2 separate regions of the Arabidopsis thaliana genome follow, and region 1 is linked to region 2. A link is a contact called in public ChIA-PET data. All regions are on one chromosome and are shown on one strand. The core of a region is the stretch at or near the end of the contact, and the rest is flanking DNA. Distances in the headings are between cores, read along the strand shown.

Region 1 (4,091 bases), core at 853-3,352, 36 kb after region 2:
ATCGTGTTGTGTGACATTCTAGTGGGAGTATGGGACATGCTAATTATTTCCAATTATTTCACTTTATAACCGTTATAATATTGGACCAGATTTAGACTAGACATGTGTCCAAACAAGAATTGTCATATCTAATTTGAATATTCAGAACAAACCGGTGTACAAAACATTCCGGTTTGCTTTTGGTTCGGTTAGTTTTATTCGACTCTAAATTTACCAACCCAAGGAAAAATTCAAAGAGATGAAGGCCCGTTACATGTGCAAGGGAAACAAATTTGACTATTTCAAATATCATTAACATATTTCATAATTGGTATACTTTGTTCATCACAGAAGAAATCCATTGGATCAACATTTGTTTTAACTCTCACCAATCTATCGAAATTGTTCTTGAAATACTTCACTCCCCAAACCTTTGCTTCCTCGTACTTTGTCTTCATATTCAACCCAAGATACATTCCCAAATCAATGTCTCTAAAATTAACATAAGCTCTTCGTGGAGATTTTGAAACATAAGGAGTCATAAATTCGTATACACTCTCGACCCATCTCAAATACTTTTCAGTATTAGTCTTGTTCTTATCTTCTTCTTCACTCCAATAAGCTAAATATTGAATCTCATAAAGATTACCTTCTCTATGTGGGAATGGTATTTCGTTATCCGCAATTTCACTCATTTTGCCACCAAATGGAGTGAGTATGATCTTTGCAAGCCGAGCCTCGGGCGCCTCGAATCGTCTCCAAAGATACTGAATCGCGGTTTTAGGTATCGGTTCTTCGATGAAATCATCTTTTCCCTTGAAAGATCTTGACGTTCGTTTCCGTTTCGCAAGAATTTCCATTGATTCTCCTTTTATAAACCAGAGAACAGACTCAATCCAACTCATTTCTCTACAATTTCCAATCTCAAGACCTAATTCCGGAAACTTATCTTTCATCAATGCTAATAGATCGCTTACCGGACCGAGATAAAGTCCCGGGAACGAAGCATAAACCTCGGTTTCCTTCTGTAGCATAGCTCTGATGAAAAGATCATTAGGAACCTTATCCGCAATATACTGCCACTTGTTGATGATCGAGACAGCCTCTTTTTCCGATGTTTTCACGACTTTAAAGACCGTTACTACCGACGGAACATCAAGCAATCTAATCTTCCATGACAGGACAACAGAGAAGCTTGATCCTCCGCCTCCACGGATAGCCCAAAAGAAATCTTCACCCATGCCTTGTCGGTCAAGAAAGCTTCCATTCGCGTCAACAATATGTGCATCAATTACATTGTCCGCCGATAAACCGTATTTTCTCATCAACGTACCGTACCCACCACCTCCGAATTGCCCTCCGATGCCAACGGTTGGATAAAGACCGGCCGGAAAGGCCAAAGATTTGCTTAATTTTCCAATCTCATAGTACAATTCCCCAATTGTAGCTCCGGATTGAACCCAACCGGTCCGGTTATCAACATCTAATGTAATAGACCGGAGATTTCTCAAATCAATGACAACGAACGGTCTGCTTTTAGCCATGTAAGATAAACCTTCGTAGTCATGACCACCACTCCTAGTCCTGATGTGTATACCGTGAAGCCGTGCGCATTTAATCGTAGATTGAACATCGGTGGCTTGAACCGGAGTGATGATTGAAACCGGTTTAGGTGTTTCGAGAACAAAGAATCTTGGATTTTGTATGGAAGAATTCAAGATTGAGAAATACGAAGGATCTTTTGATGTGTGTATGATTCTTGAGTCGTCCTCGTTGATTCGGTGAGAGAGACACTTGAGGAAGTTTTCATGGTTAGTCCTTTGAGCTGAAATCGAAGGAAAATGTGAAAGAGAAAGATTCAACAAAAGAAAATATATAAAGAGAGAAAGCAAAAATCTCAAAATCTCCATTTTCTTAATGCAGAGACGGTGAGAAGACAATAAAGCATGGGTCTATAGAACTTTTATTTTATTTTTGTTTATATCAAGTGGGTATGTGTTAGATACTTTTTATGTTGTGTCTGTTTCTTATGTTGTGTTGTGTCTGTTTCTTATGTTTTGATGTATGATCGATCCTATCTGATTCAGTTATGTGGCTCATATTCAGCTGAAATGTTATCATAAGGTTACGTCACTTTATATGATTACATGTTTTATAATATGAGTATATGATTAGTAGCCTATAGTTTTGTTCTTAAAAAGAGAGTTATTGGTAGATTGATTCTAAAGATTATAAAAATCTTAGACTCCACTCTTATCGTTTAATGGATATGATTATAGTATATTTTAGTAGTAAATGTCTGTGTCATTTGATGATTTTATAATTTCATTCAAAAAGCTTATATGAAAATCTGTAGTGCTTTTTTATTTTATTTTGGACCAAAATCTGTAGTGCTATTAGGATATATATATACGATTGAAAATATGTTTTTAGTAAAGTGGCAAAGTAAAATTAGTTTCGTCTTACGCCTTAATAATTCATCTTGAAAGAAAATAGTAATGCATATTCACAACACTACATAATCAACCATAAATCTATTCATGACAACATCTTTGGTAGTGTTGACTTGGTTATGGGCGTTATGGTTATGGGCCGATCTTGACTGGAAGCTCACCTCTTATGCCACTATTGGAGAATAAATAATCACTCGTGCCATTCTTATGTTTGGAATATTATTATTGATTTTTATTTAAATCGAAAAATGAGGAAAGGACGAAAAACCCTTGCGAAACCACAAAAACTACAAGAAAACTTAATTTGTTGGGCTCGGGCCCAAAAAAAAATGTAAATACTCGGCTCAGTTGTATTATTTACAGAAAAAACCTAAGTAAAAACCTAAGTTCCCCCTTTTCACTTCTCGACTTCTTCCTCTTCTCTCCGTCGTCGTCTTCTTTCGTCTCCGACGATACCACTTTCACCGGAAAAATCAATCTCTTCTATTCTTCTTTCTTCTCCGTTTTCGTTCGTCTTTGTCTCTTTCATATCCGCAAATTTATTTTCCAATGGCTAGAGTAAAAGACTCATCTGGAGAATATGAATCAACTAGGGTTGAATCGACCGGCGAAATTCCTCCATCAGTCGACGAGACCGCCGCCGAGATTCCCCAAAGAGATGAAGAAGGCGCAGAGCTTCTTACAACAGAAGAGGAAGCCGGAGAAATCCAGCCTACAACCGGCGATTGTGACGCCGCCGATTTGGGTAATTCAAACGCCGTCGCATGGGAATCAATTGACGATCTTTCAAACCCAAATGCCGATTCTTGTGCAGAAGAAGAAGAGGCAACGAATGCAGTTGTTCAACATGATGATGGAGCAAATAAGGTATGATAGAAGACCGTTATTTTTTTGATTAGGCTCGTTTTAGGATATTATGCATGCATTGGTAAATGATTGGATTTGTGAATGGTGCTTCAGATAAAACAAGTAGTACAACTAGGTCGTAAATTTGTGAATGGTCATTCAGGAACAAGTAGTACAACTAGGTAGTTAATGTGAAATTGAAAGTATTTTGAATTGAATATGCAGGATGATGGTGATGATGATAACCTGCCGCAGAATATGCAGGATGGTGATGATGATCTTCAGCCGCAGAATATGCAGGATGATGATGATGATGATGATGATAATCAACCATTGCCGCCAGAAGTTATGTACTTTGATCCAACTACCTACACGAAGGTGTGTAAGATAGGAACGAGGTGTCAGTTGGTACAAACAGTGGAATTTATAGAGACTTTGGATGCAGAACTGAAGTGGTTTAGGAATCATGACCAATTTAAGCACATATTCCACATGCCTAAGGAGCCCAATCACATGATTCAAGGCATGTGGATGCTTATGGTTCGCACGGCTAAGACAGAATTGGCGAGAGAGTGTTGGTTTGTTGTCAATGGAGTACCTATAAGGTACTCAATTAGAGAGCATGCATTGTTGACCGGTTTGAACTGCCGTGAGTACCCAAAAAACTATAAGACTTTAGGCAGTTTGAAGTTTGTGGAGAAGTTGTTTAAGAGGACTGAGGACATCAAGATTAAAGACGTGGAAGAGAAGCTGGAAGAGTTTAAGAGTGAGAAGTCTACTGCTAGGTTGAAGTTGGCAATTCTGTTATTCTTA
Region 2 (4,110 bases), core at 467-2,966:
CTCCTCCACATAATCATTGTCAAATGCATCAGCCGGAACTTCGTAAATCCTAACTTGAGGCTTCGATGGATCCTTCACTAGAACATACTTTCCTTCACTTAACTTCATACACAGATCAACAATCGACTTCACAATTCCCCACATATTGTTAGTGTTCAGATTGATCTGCCCAGCGAAATCTTTCGGCTTATACCCCAAAACCGATAATATAACATGGTTAAAATGATCACGAGGATGAACCCTCGAAACAAACCCAATCTTCATCATATCCGCATTAGCCAAGAGAGCCTGCGCAGTCCATTTAGCTAACTTATTACCATTGTTCTTCAACTCATTAGCTAAAACCGCACCTCTCTGAGTCTCAAGCTTCTGTCTCCAATCAACACCAGAGTACTTAGGATCAAACTCGTTAAGAGCATTCAAAGTTAAAAACGATCTCTGGTTATTCAAATCAACAGTGCTCTGTAACTCACACCTAGCAACTAGATACATACTATCATCAAGCTTCCATCTCCTATACCTATAAGCAATAGAAGCATTCTCTTCACCTTCATTAACATTAGGAATTGGCTCATCAAAAGTTTCCCTTTTCCCATTCTTAACCAAAACCTGCTGAGCAAAATTCTGATTAATATAAGCAGCCTCCAGACCTAGAGAATGAGCAGAGTTAATATCATCTTTACCCTCAGGCAAAGGCTCTTGAGAAGTCTCATGAACAGATAACAAATCAAGCGGTGACCCATCTCTCTTATCAAAGAAAAGCTTATTCCCAACACGTTGAATCACAAGATCCCATGAATAAACCGATCTAGGAGCACACATAAGAGCAGCTAGAATAGCATCAGTAGCAAAAACAGTAGCTTTATCTTCTTTAGCAAGACGTCTGATCACAAGATCATCACTTGTAGTAACCTTAAAGCTTCTGTTCTTGAAACGCTCAAGTCTACGATCAGCTTTAGGAGTAATACGATCAAAACTCCGATCATAAGACTCAAGTCCACCACAAAGAAGAAGATCTTCAGGTTCAGAAACTGTAAACGAAAGCTTAGAGAAAGTCGAAAACGGAATCTGCTCAAGCATATTCCATTCCGGTTGAATATCAACTGATGATTTAAACGCGGCGGCTTCACGGCGTTGCTGATGAATATTGTTACGATTGTTATTGTAGAGACGATCACGACGAGCTCGATCTTTCTCAGCTTCACGTTTCTTAGCTTCAACTTCTTCATCACGACGTTGAGGAAGCTGATTTCGGTTATGGTATTGATTGAATCTCCATTTAGGTCCGAATTTAGGACGCGGCGGTGGTTTTCCGTCGACTAATCGGAAAGCGGCGTCTTCGTCGGCGTTTCCACCTGAGTTTGTTAGACCAAATCCTTCATCTACTGCAAAAGCTGAGAAATCGAAGATCGCTGATGGATCTGATTTGGATCCGGTGTGAGGACGAGCTGATGGATTTGAGAGAGCTCGAGTCCAATCAGCAACGCGTCCGAGTTTTTCGGATCGTGAGAAGGAAGCGAAGGGGACGTTTGGGAGGAGATTCGCCGCCGCGACGCTGGTGGAGGAAGTGTCGGAAGCATCTGGTGGTCCCCAACCATCGGAATTGAATGGGACTGTGCCGACTTCGAATGCTTCAAACACCATTGTTGAGATTTGCGAAGAAGATGTGCGCAAGTGAAAAATTTGTATTTTATTTTGTCAACAATGAAAACCCTAGCCCTTAATGGGCCTCAATGGGCTTTTCTCTTGTCATAAGAAACTCTAGCCCTTTTAAGCCCATTATTATCTCACTCAGTCAAAAGGACGTCGGTTTAAGCTAACCAATGCTTTTGGTTTGGGCTATATTCTCTCAATCGAAATTTTGGGTTATATTCAACCGTACATTTATTAAGGAATTAAGAAACCGGCTTAGAACCGGTTCATGATCTGTTAACCAATAACTGAACGTTGCACTTCAATTCAAAAGTTTACGAATTTGTACTCGTCGCAAAACTTATTTTATTTAGATCCTTGTTTTTATATCCATGTCTCACTTCTTTCCCCTAAGTTTTTCATTGGTTACTTAAGGTCCAACTATATAAAGACTTTTTTACTCTCTTCTCTTCTTCAGAGAAAATTCAAAAAGAATCTCCAATTTTCTCGGGAAAATTTCTCCATTAGTCTCTTCTCTTTTCCGGCTTGGAATCGCTTTGCTTCTTAATCTTTAACAAACACGTTCCATAGAACCCCAAAAATTTGATCATCGGAAACATTTTCTCGGGGAAGTAAAGAAGATTTTCCCGAGAAAAGAAGATTCTCACTATGCGGCGTCGTGAGAGCCGTGGTGCTAAGGGAGGAGGTTTCTTGACTCCACCACCGTCATGGCACACGACGAGAAGAGTTTACATTGCGATGCCGATTTCGGAGAGGAAAAGATCACCTTTGATCGAGAATCAAGAATCGTTTAGGGTTCGTACTGGTGATTCTCCTTACGTCAGAGCCAAACATGCTCAGGTAATATCAATATAGGGTTTTTAGTGAATTGTATTGGTTTATGTGTATGAACGTTTGTTCTTGACATGGAATTGTTTTCAATAACAGTTGGTTTCTAAAGACCCGAATCGAGCTATCTCGTTGTTTTGGGCGGCGATTAATGCTGGAGATAGAGTTGATAGTGCATTGAAGGACATGGTAGTTGTTTTAAAACAGTTGAACCGATTCGATGAAGGAATCGAAGCTATCAAGTCTTTTCGATATCTCTGCCCTTTTGAATCTCAAGATTCTATTGATAACTTGTTACTTGAACTCTACATGGTAAAACTTTCTCAGTATGACTAATTGTGAAGCTATTTCTATGCTCAGTATGTGATTTTGATGGATTTTGGTTTTGCAGAAGTCTGGGAGGATTACAGAGGTCGCTGAGCTGCTTGAACACAAACTGAGAACACTTGAACAAGACAAACATTATGGTGGCAGGATCAAAATAGCGAAAAGAAGCCATGAGGAGCAGAATAACAAGACAATCGAGCAAGAGAAAGCACGGCAAGACAATCTCCCATCTCCGCTTTATACCTGAAAGAGTAGTTTCTCTGACTTTCTTGGTGTTTGGATATGTAGGATTCTAGGGAACTTAGCTTGGGTTCACTTACAGCTTCATAACTATGGAATTGCAGAGCAGTATTACAGGTTTGTGAAACACCATCAATCCCATTAAGAATGTTAGTTTTATCATTGCCTTAACAAGTGAAATGGGTTTTACTGTGATAGGAATGCTTTGTCTTTGGAACCTGACAATAACAAGTTGTGCAATCTTGCAATCTGTTTGATACGTATGGAAAGAACCCATGAAGCTAAATCTCTGCTTGAGGATGTAAAACAGTCTCTAGGGAATCAATGGAAGAATGAACCGTTTTGCAAGTCTTTTGAACGGGCTACTGAGATGTTAGCAGAAAGAGAACAAGCAACAGTAGCGGATAAACCAGAAGATTTGCTGACAAGTAGCTTTTCAGATAACTTCTCTTCGAGATGTTCAGGTGGGATGAAAGGAAAGAAGGCTCTAGCTGGAACTAGCACTGAACTGGGTAATATTCACAAGACAAACTCGCATGCTTCCTCTGAATCGGTTGAACAAAACTCACCAGGTCTGACTACACAACCCCGGGAATGTAAATGGGTAGATGAGGAAGTAGATCAGAGTAAATGGGATGCGACAATTGGTGCTTCTCGAAAGCTCAGGTTCTGGACAGTTGGTCCTGTTCGTAGTCTAAGATTCGGTAATGATTATCAGAAGAACTTGAAGAGTGTAGGAACAGCAGCCTCGACTACTAATGACGAACTGCATCAATTCATCAGTAGTGATGCAGATTGCATGACAAGCAAAGCAAGGAAGCTGTGTCCAGAATTGATCAAAGATAAGGAAGATAACGAAAAAGAAAGTGAAAGAATTGCTTCAGAATCTTCTTCAGCTTACGCTAAGATCACAGACATTGGTCAAAGAAAGGTTCTTCACATTGATCAAAGAAAGGTTCGTCACATTGGTCAAAGAAGTGTTTAGGCTAGACATTGCTACACTAATTGATGTATAGATTGAACAAATGCAGAAATGAATTTTTGGACCAGTGTTATAGAGTT

The links. ChIA-PET counts read pairs in DNA pulled down with a chosen protein or histone mark.
Region 1: an H3K4me3 ChIA-PET map of shoot shows a contact between it and region 2, with 11 read pairs. The contact joins the promoter of AT5G44410 here to the promoter of AT5G44320 in region 2. A contact is called at or near these places in 1 of 26 Hi-C or Micro-C datasets (root) and 1 of 2 datasets of contacts at active chromatin or transcription factors (shoot).

Annotation. Positions count from the first base shown.
Region 1 is chr5:17,890,965-17,895,055 of TAIR10.1, forward strand. AT5G44410 (FAD-binding Berberine family protein) reads right to left here and starts at 2,103. Exons shown (of 1, transcript NM_123808.4): 1 at 168-2,103. The coding sequence starts at 1,889. The coding sequence ends at 282. It also overlaps the pseudogene AT5G44415.
Region 2 is chr5:17,855,024-17,859,133 of TAIR10.1, forward strand. AT5G44320 (Eukaryotic translation initiation factor 3 subunit 7 (eIF-3)) reads right to left here and starts at 1,717. Exons shown (of 1, transcript NM_123799.3): 1 at 1-1,717. The coding sequence starts at 1,644. It overlaps AT5G44330 (Tetratricopeptide repeat (TPR)-like superfamily protein), which reads left to right and starts at 2,302. Exons shown (of 5, transcript NM_123800.1): 1 at 2,302-2,493; 2 at 2,581-2,793; 3 at 2,873-3,021; 4 at 3,097-3,165; 5 at 3,247-4,033. The coding sequence starts at 2,302. The coding sequence ends at 4,033.